2 separate regions of the Sus scrofa genome follow, and region 2 is linked to region 1. The links are chromatin contacts, called in public Hi-C maps. All regions are on one chromosome and are shown on one strand. The core of a region is the stretch at or near the end of the contact, and the rest is flanking DNA. Distances in the headings are between cores, read along the strand shown. Region 1 overlaps LOC106509952 (a long non-coding RNA gene). Region 2 overlaps LOC106509952 (a long non-coding RNA gene).

The links. A called contact is a pair of places that touch in the nucleus more often than the background predicts.
Region 2: a Hi-C map of liver shows a contact between it and region 1, with 2.4 times the contacts expected there. The contact joins two enhancer-like sites. A contact is called at or near these places in 3 of 47 Hi-C or Micro-C datasets (liver and skeletal muscle).

Annotation. Positions count from the first base shown.
Region 1 is chr4:12,215,856-12,219,863 of Sscrofa11.1, reverse strand. The region is part of intron 4 of LOC106509952 (a long non-coding RNA gene); the gene reads left to right. Among named protein-coding and RNA genes, the nearest start is that of MYC, 240 kb to the left of the region's middle. Within about 2 kb of position 1,688, at least 3 of the 83 cell types and tissues checked have an H3K27ac peak or open chromatin away from gene starts, as enhancers often do. A contact at or near this core is called in liver, where this site is marked.
Region 2 is chr4:12,358,219-12,362,226 of Sscrofa11.1, reverse strand. The region is part of intron 1 of LOC106509952 (a long non-coding RNA gene); the gene reads left to right. Among named protein-coding and RNA genes, the nearest start is that of MYC, 100 kb to the left of the region's middle. Within about 2 kb of position 2,191, at least 9 of the 83 cell types and tissues checked have an H3K27ac peak or open chromatin away from gene starts, as enhancers often do. A contact at or near this core is called in liver, where this site is marked.

The DNA of each region.
Region 1 (4,008 bases), core at 439-2,938:
GGCGGAATTGAGATGGTTGAGATGTTAGACATCGTTAGACATACAGGTGGAGACACTCGGAGAGCAGCTGGATGTGTGAATCTGGAGTGTGAAGGTGAATATCCTATGTCAGTTCGGCTAGATATCCAGACATTTGGTCAAACACCAGTTTAAGTATCACTGTGAAGGCATTTTTTGGATGAGATTAACATTTACAGGAGTTGCTATCGTGGCGCAGTGGTTAACCAATCTGACTGGGAACCATGAGGTTGCAGGTTTGATCCCTGCCCTTGCTCAGTGGGTTAACGATCCGGCATTGCTGTGGCTGTGGTGTGAGCCAGCGGCTATAGCTGCGATTCGACCCCTAGCCTGGGAACCTCCATATGCCGCAGGAGCGGCCCAAGAAATGGCAAAAAGACCAAAAAAAAAAAAAAAAAAAACAAAAACAACATTTACAGCAGTAGACTCTGAGGGGAGCAGATTTTCCCTTCCATGAGGTGGGTGGGCCTCATCCAATCAGTTGAAGGCCTCAAGGGAGAAGTACCGAAGGCCCCAAGGAAGTGGGGATTCTGCCTCCAGATGGCCTTCAAACTTGAGGTACAGCATCACCTCTTCCCCTGACCCACCCTGCGGACTTTGGACTTGTCAGCCTCCACAACTGTAGGAGCCCATTCTTTAAGGTACCTGTCTATCATTCATCTAGCTAGCTAGCTACATAACCATCTGTCTCTTCTGTCATCTATCCATCTATCTCTCTATTATCTATCTGCCTGTCATCTATATATCTATCTATTATCTATCATCTATCCAGCTATCCCTCTATTATCTATCTCTCATCTATCTCTCTGTTATCTGTCTATCACCTATCTCTCTATTATCTATCATCTATCATCTATCATCTGTCATCTATGTATCCATTATCTATCATCTATCCATCTACCTCTCTATTATCTGTCTATCACCTATATCTGTCTGTCATCTGAGCATCTAAAGAGCAAGTGTGGACAGTGAGGAGTGGTCCACGGGGCTTTCCGGCCCAAGTCCAGGGAATCAGAAACCCTATGTGTGTTTCATATTTACAGAGCACTTCCTATGTGCCAGGCATCTCTGTCACTGGAAGCTGCCTCGTCTGAAAACCAGAGCCATCCCTCTCTTTATTTGTTCTGGCAGGTTGGGAAATGTTCCCATTAGGGCCACCTATTTATTTGACTGACGTTTTGTAATTCCCGTGTCTCAGCTCGTCCAGAGTTCCGGGCTGCAGAAAGGGCACAGCCGCTCCTTCTCCAGTGGCAGAAACAGATTATTCCAGCATCTTCCTTCCAGGCCATCTTCAGTTCCCCTCACCTCCAGCCTCTTGAAGCTATCTAGAATCTCTTGATACCCAGTAATCCCGTTTATTAAAGCCTGGGGTGCTTCCTTTCTGGCGAGTGTTGGCAGCCCTAAGACATATAGGGTCATTTGAACTTGATCACTTGAAAAACCTGTGGGGCGAACAATGCAAAGTGCAGGACGTGGCGATGAATTTCCCTCACCCTCTTTGTTCCCTGTTTTGCGTGTGTGGCAGAAGGTTTAACCCATATTTTCCAAGAACTGTGTAGGTGGGTTGCTGGGGACAATTGATTTTTAGGGAAGTATTATTCCTCTGGATGTGGAAACCATGAAGCAACGAATAACATTGAGCAAGAGGTGTCCTGATGACCAGGCCTGAGCTAATTATGGTGCTGTGTGTTTGCGCCCCTGGGTCATCAGAGGCGTCCCTTCGGCCTGAGTTGGCTTTTGCTCTGGACTCAGGGTAACCCCAGGATCCTTGTTCTAGCCAGCTGTCAAGTGGATCATCTACTTTTGAAGGCTGTGATGGGTTCTGAATGTGAAGAAGTATATCGTGACAGGTGCAAGGGACACAGACCTGTGGCTGAGGAATACTGAGTTCTGGTTCCCATCCTGCCCCTGCCTTGCAGTGTGACCTCAGGCAAGTTTCCTGACCTCTCTGAACAGTGCTGTCTTCACTGGGTTGAGTTTGGGCTTGGTCATCTCTGAGACTCCAGCCAGTTGGGGTTACATAGCCCGAATAAAGGGCCACCCTGCCTTCAGCAATTCACTGGCTGTTGTGCGGGACCAGTGCTGCCAAAGAAATTTTTGGACATTGCAGTGAAATTTCTAGAAATGTAGATGTAGGCAGTGAGTTCAGAGATATTTTAAACATCCTGCAGGTGACACCTGTAGCCAGGAAGAGACCATAGGTCTTCTCAGCTTTGCAGCTCCACACGGATGCACTGCTCTTCATGCTTATCACCGGCTGGGGGCCAGGAGCTGAGGGATGTCCCTTGGATTCTTTTTGTCTTAAAATCACTACAAGTATTTTCAAGGAACCGGGGGTGCAAAGCCACGCTGGAAGCTGGGTCACAAGATCGTGGTTGCCTGGAGACCTTGATGGAAGGCCTTCCTTTCCTCGTGGGTGGAAATATCCTCTGAGACAGCAGATGCAGTCAGCTGATCTCCTTGGGATTTAGCCCCAGATCCTACCACCAGCCTTGTCCCTGGCTCCATGGGTGCTGCGGCATTCAGAGCTGGAGGAAATCAAATCAGTGTATGCATTTTTCACTCAACAATACATCTTATAGGTTTTCTGTATGAGTGTACGCCACCTCGCTTTTTTTGTTTTTTTGTTTTGGCTGCACCACAGCTGTAACCAGAGCCACAGCAGTGGCAGTACCAGACCCTTAACCCACTGAGCCATGAGGGAGTTCCAACCTCACCCTTTTTAACTGCTGTGTAGTATTCCCTAGTTTCCCCAGCAAGTCTGTATTAATAGACATTTTGCTTTTATCCATTTCCCCCTTTTATTTCTGCCTCCCCTGATGTCATGACAGAGATTTTTTTTTTTTTTTTGCTCACCTCCACAGTACAGCCCCTTCCTTCCTTCATTCCCTCTCTCTCTTTTCCTTTACTCCTTCCCTTGCATCCGTCCATCCTGGAGCCACTCATCAAACACGCTGTCCCTACAGATGCTCAGCATAAGGGGCAGAATCCTGAGGCCCTGCCGCTAGGAGTTCCCGCCCACTGGGGAAGCAGAGACTAAGCAGATTATGGAGATTCCCGGAAACAGCTTCTTCAACAGCCTTTTCTTTCCTTTTCTTGCTTTCTTTTTTTCTTTTTTTTTTTTTACAGCCACACCCACAGCATATAGAAGTTCCCTGGCTAGGGGTTGAATAGGATCTGCAGCTGCAGGCCTGCACCACAGCCACAGCAACGTCAGGTCCATGCTGCAACTTCAACTACATGGCAGCTGGATCCTTAACCCACTGAGTGAGGCCGGGGATCAAACCCGCATCCTCATGGAGACTCTGTTGGGTTCTCACCCTGCTGAGCCATAATGGGAACTCCTGAGCAGAGTTTTCAGTGCGCTCTTTCTGGCCTCGTGGAGTGTGAGTCTCTGAGGCAGGCGCCAGTCTTTTCAAAGGAGGGGTCAGCCTTTGGAGCGTTACCACGTCTCCTTCCTGGGCCCTTGCAGGACCGTCACTGGCTGCCCACCCCCTCTTACCCATTGCCGGAGTCTGCGGCTTGGCTGGTTCTGCAGTGATGGTCCTGAGAAGGGGCCAGGTCCTGTCATGGGCACGAGCAGGGCCCGGAACAAGCCTTGTCCCTGGCTCCATGGGTTGCAGATCAGAAATCAGCCTGAAATGGATGCAAATCTTCAGGTCTTCTTCCTTCAAGGAAGGCGATAAAGATACATAAAGAGGGAGTGGGGGTGGTACGTCCATCAGAGACAGAGATGGAGAGGGCAAAGAGCCGACAGGCACAGCTCCCTTATTTTCCAAGTGGGTTGAAAAGGTGTGTTTGGGGCTGGGAGCTGTGCCTGTGCTTCCCTGTCCCTTTGTCCTCTGCACTTTTGCTTCTTGCCTTGTGGGCATCTTGTCAGTGATGGCAGTACTGAGTAGTACCAAGCATCACTGAGAATCCCTGGGGAGTACTGAGCATCACTGGGCAGTACTAAGCATCGCTGAGCAGTACTGAGCATCACTGAACATC
Region 2 (4,008 bases), core at 942-3,441, 140 kb before region 1:
GCACTGCCGCGTGGAGGGGAGTGAGGGCTCAGCTGGGGGGGTGCCAGTTCTGCTGGAGAACTGCTTGACTTGAGTCTCAGAGGATGACTTAGTTCTTGAGGCCCGCGTGGGTCAGGGAGACGAGGCAGAGGTGAGAGGGGGTCCCCCGACCTTGGTCTGTATTAATAGAACTGCAGGGTGTCTGTGGGCTCAGGCCGGAGGCCCACCTGCAGAAATGCGTGAAATCTCTGTCACTTCATCACCTTGGTGTCCAGCGCACAGTGTGTTCCATAGCCATCGGTTCATTTCCTCGGCTCTCCTTTCCAGAAGTTGGTTCCTTTTGCATGCATGCCCCCGTCCACAGCTCTAGTCCTTGGCTTGGTGAGGAAGCAGCTGCTGTGAGAAGCCTGGGCCCCAGTAGGGTGAAGGCGGCCTGACCTGTTAGAATCGCCCTCTTCCTGCTTCCCCATCACTCAGGCCCAGTCACAGAATCCAGGGAAAATCAACAGCCAAACAAGCTACTTCCCCCTGAGCACACGTATTTGTAGAAACACTGGACAAGACAGATGACCTCTAGTCCTGACGCTCTGCGACAGCTGCCGTCTGGCTTCCTGCTTACCGTGGACTCGTATCTCCACTTCGTTCACTTGGCATTACATCCTGACCGTTTCCTGGTGCCACTCAAACTTCTAGAAAATTGGAGTTCCCGTCGTGGCTTAGTGGTAATAAACCTGACTAGGATCCATGAGGACATGGGTTCGATCCCTGGCCTTACTGTTATGTAGGTCGCAGACTCAGCTTGGATCTGGTGTTGCTGTGGCTGTGGTGTAGGCTGGAAGCTGTGGCTCCGATTCAGCCCCTAGCCTGGGAACCTCCATGTGCCGCAGATGCAGCTCTAAAGACAAAAAAAAAAAAAAAAAAAAAAAAAAAAAAAGCTTTAGAAACTTATTTTGAGCAGCTTTCTCATATGTCATCATGCACCTGTGCAAGGAAGGTCACTCATTTTTTCCTCCGGGAAAAGTGAGGCTTAGCAGAGGCCTTTCTGCAGCGGTTGATGTGAAGCAGAGGTGAAGAAAGTTGGTGCAGGTGGCCCACCTGGGACAGCTCAGACCTTGTCACACGTTGTTTTCCCTGCAGAGCCCTCCAGGAAGGTTACAGAGTCCTGACAAGGTCTGTCTTAACTTCCCAGGTAGCTCACCAGCCTCCGCTCCCCAGCCAGTGCTCGGGGTCGCTGGAGCCGCCTCCTGAACTGTGAGCCTCTTTATTCCGGAGACAAAACAGAGCGGTCCTGGAGCTCTGCCATCAGCAGAGCCTCGGGAACAAAGCCACGGCTCTCCTTGCCTTACTTTGAGTCCTTCTGTAATCGACCACTGGGCATGTGTATGGCCTGTTTGTGGTTTGTCAACTGATCATTTCCTTTGGTGCATTTAGCAGTTTTCTTCTCAGGAGTTGGTAAAATCTGTCTGGATTGATTTGTGGATTTTGCAGGTGGTGGGACCTGTGAGTCCCGCTGGACCCCTTTGTTAGGCGTGCCCACCCGGAAGTGACACCTCCATTTCTATGGGTACATTGGGTTGAAAATCTGCATCTGACTGGGGCAGCAAAATCATGCTTTGCAAGTGAATGCAGCGGGGTCTGTCTCCCTAATCTGGGCTGTTGCCAGTTTTAAATATTCCTACTCTAGTGGTATTTGGCAGCGAGCGTCTCCCTTCTTGCTTCCTTCCTTTCCTCATAAGCAAAATAAAAAATCCTGCTAACTTTCCGGTGTCATTGTAAAGGTCTGCTCCTCAGAGACCTCCACTGGGACCCCCTGATTAACTGCTGGTCTGGCGTGGGCGGGTTATTCAGTGGTGGTTTGTAACGTGGTGGATGTTTGCAGGATCATTTGTTTCATGTCTGCTTCCGCTGTAGACGCGAGTCTCTTACTGTGTCCTGTGTGTTCCTTCTGTCTCTCTTGCCGGGCTTGGGAGTGGATGCCCCGAGCAGTAACATCACGTGCGTGGACCCTGAGCCTGGCCAGGTGTGTGGGACCATCTTTGAGTTGAATCCCCCAGGACCCTTTGCATTTGTGGCCAGGACTTGGCTGGGTTGTCTGGGTGAGCAGAGCAAAGGTTGACTGGCATGGCAGGGCCTTGTCTCTCTGCCCCACTGGCCTCAGTCACTCCGGGTTATTTTGGCTCCGTGAGGACAGAGCAGGATCTAGGGGAAAGGTTGGGACCAGCTTCAGGCTGAGTGCCCAGGGACAGCCAGCGGCACCCTCTGCTCGGCTGCACCCAGACCCTGCACCCAGCATGGTCTCGTGGCTTCTTGTGGCCTGCCACTGAAGGAGACTGAAGCTTCCTTTGTCACAAGCTGAGGCATGAAACCAATCAAGAACTCCGGTTCTACCAATCCAGGGCCCGGCCTGCTGGCAGGAGGTGCTGCAGGTGGCGGGAGAGAGGAGATCTCCTTGGTGCTGGCCGGCTGGGAATGCTTGCTTCCTGGGTGGGCAAGGATGGGGGAGGCCTCGCGGTGGAGGGGAGAGAGCCTGCCAGCCTGAATGGGGCGCTGCCAACTCCCTGCTGTGTGAGTGGGCTGGAACCCATCTCTGGAGACCTGGCCTCCTCTTGAGAAAGGGAACTCATTGGGCCTCCTCTCAGGGCTGTGGGCAGATGTAGCCGCTGGATGCCAGTTCCTGGCACTCAGCAAGTGCCCAGGGGATCTTGCCTTTACTTGTGTTCTACCCGCCAACCTCTGCATGTGGAATTGGGCAGAAAATTTTTGACCTTGGGAAATCCTCAGCCCAGTCAGTGAGAATTCACGTTGGAGGTCCTCGGGCCACCAGGGCACCAGACGAAGGTGGCCAGGATGCCCCCGTGCCGGAAGGGGCCCGGCCTGGAGGCTCGACTCCCCGCATCCTGGACCGGTCTGAGTCCTCGGGGGCCGTGTGGGGCGGTAGAGAGCAGGCTGGCTGGAATCCAGGCCTGCTCCTTCAGCCCAGTGTGCCTTTGCCACTGTTCCCTCATCCCTGCAGTGGGCATGAGGTGGGGGGTGGAGGGGTCACTGCGCCACAAGTTGGAAGAAGACCCTTGGGATGGGGAGGTGGTTGGAACCAGCCAAGAGCGGTGGGGGTCAGGGTCGGGGAGGTGACAGGTGACCATCTGGGGGCTCTGAGGGCACAGAGCAGCCTGGGGCCTGGCATAGACGTGAGTGTAGATGGCAGGATAATCCAATAATTGCCCTCTGCCTCCCGAAGAGGTTCACATCCTGGTCCCTGGAACCCGTGAGTATTACATGTTATGTGGCCAAAGGGATATAAGATTGCAGGTGGAATGAAGGCTGACCTTGATACAGGGAGATTATCCTGGATTTTCCTGTGGGTCCAGCATCCTTGCAAGGGCCCTTAAAAGTGGAGGGAAGAGGCCGAAGAGGAGGTGATGTAATGTCAGAAGTAACATTGCCGCTTTGAAGATGGGGGAAGAGGAGAGTTCCTGTTGTGGCTCAGCGGGTAAGGAACCCGACTAGGAACCATGAGGATGCGGGTTCAATCCCTGGCCTCACTCAGTGGGTTAAGGATCTGGGGCGTTGCCGTGAGCTGTGGTGTAGGTCACAGATGGGGCTCAGATCCTGCATTGCTGTGGCTGTGGTGTAGACTGGCAGCTGCAGCTCTAATTCGACCCCTAGCCAGGTAATTTCCATATGCCATGGGTGCAGCTCTAAAAAGAAGAAAGGCAAGGAATACAAGAAACCTGTAGAAGCTGGGAAGGAGGCAAGGAATCAAGAACCTCCCTTGAGCCTCCAGGAATGGATGTGGCCCTGTTGCAGAGTGTCAGAGGGGAATGTCCTTTTGGGTGCAGCGCTGGCGGACAGCCCTGCACTTGGGTGTGATCAACAGTGACTGGGTCTACCAGGGCCTGCCTGGTGGCCTGGAAGGGATGGCTTGGGTAACCAGGTGTTCCGAGGTGCGTGTGGTAAAGATCTTATGTGAATACCAAATGCCCATCACCTCTCCCTCTGACAGCCACGCCTTTGGTTCTGGAGGTCTGGGCA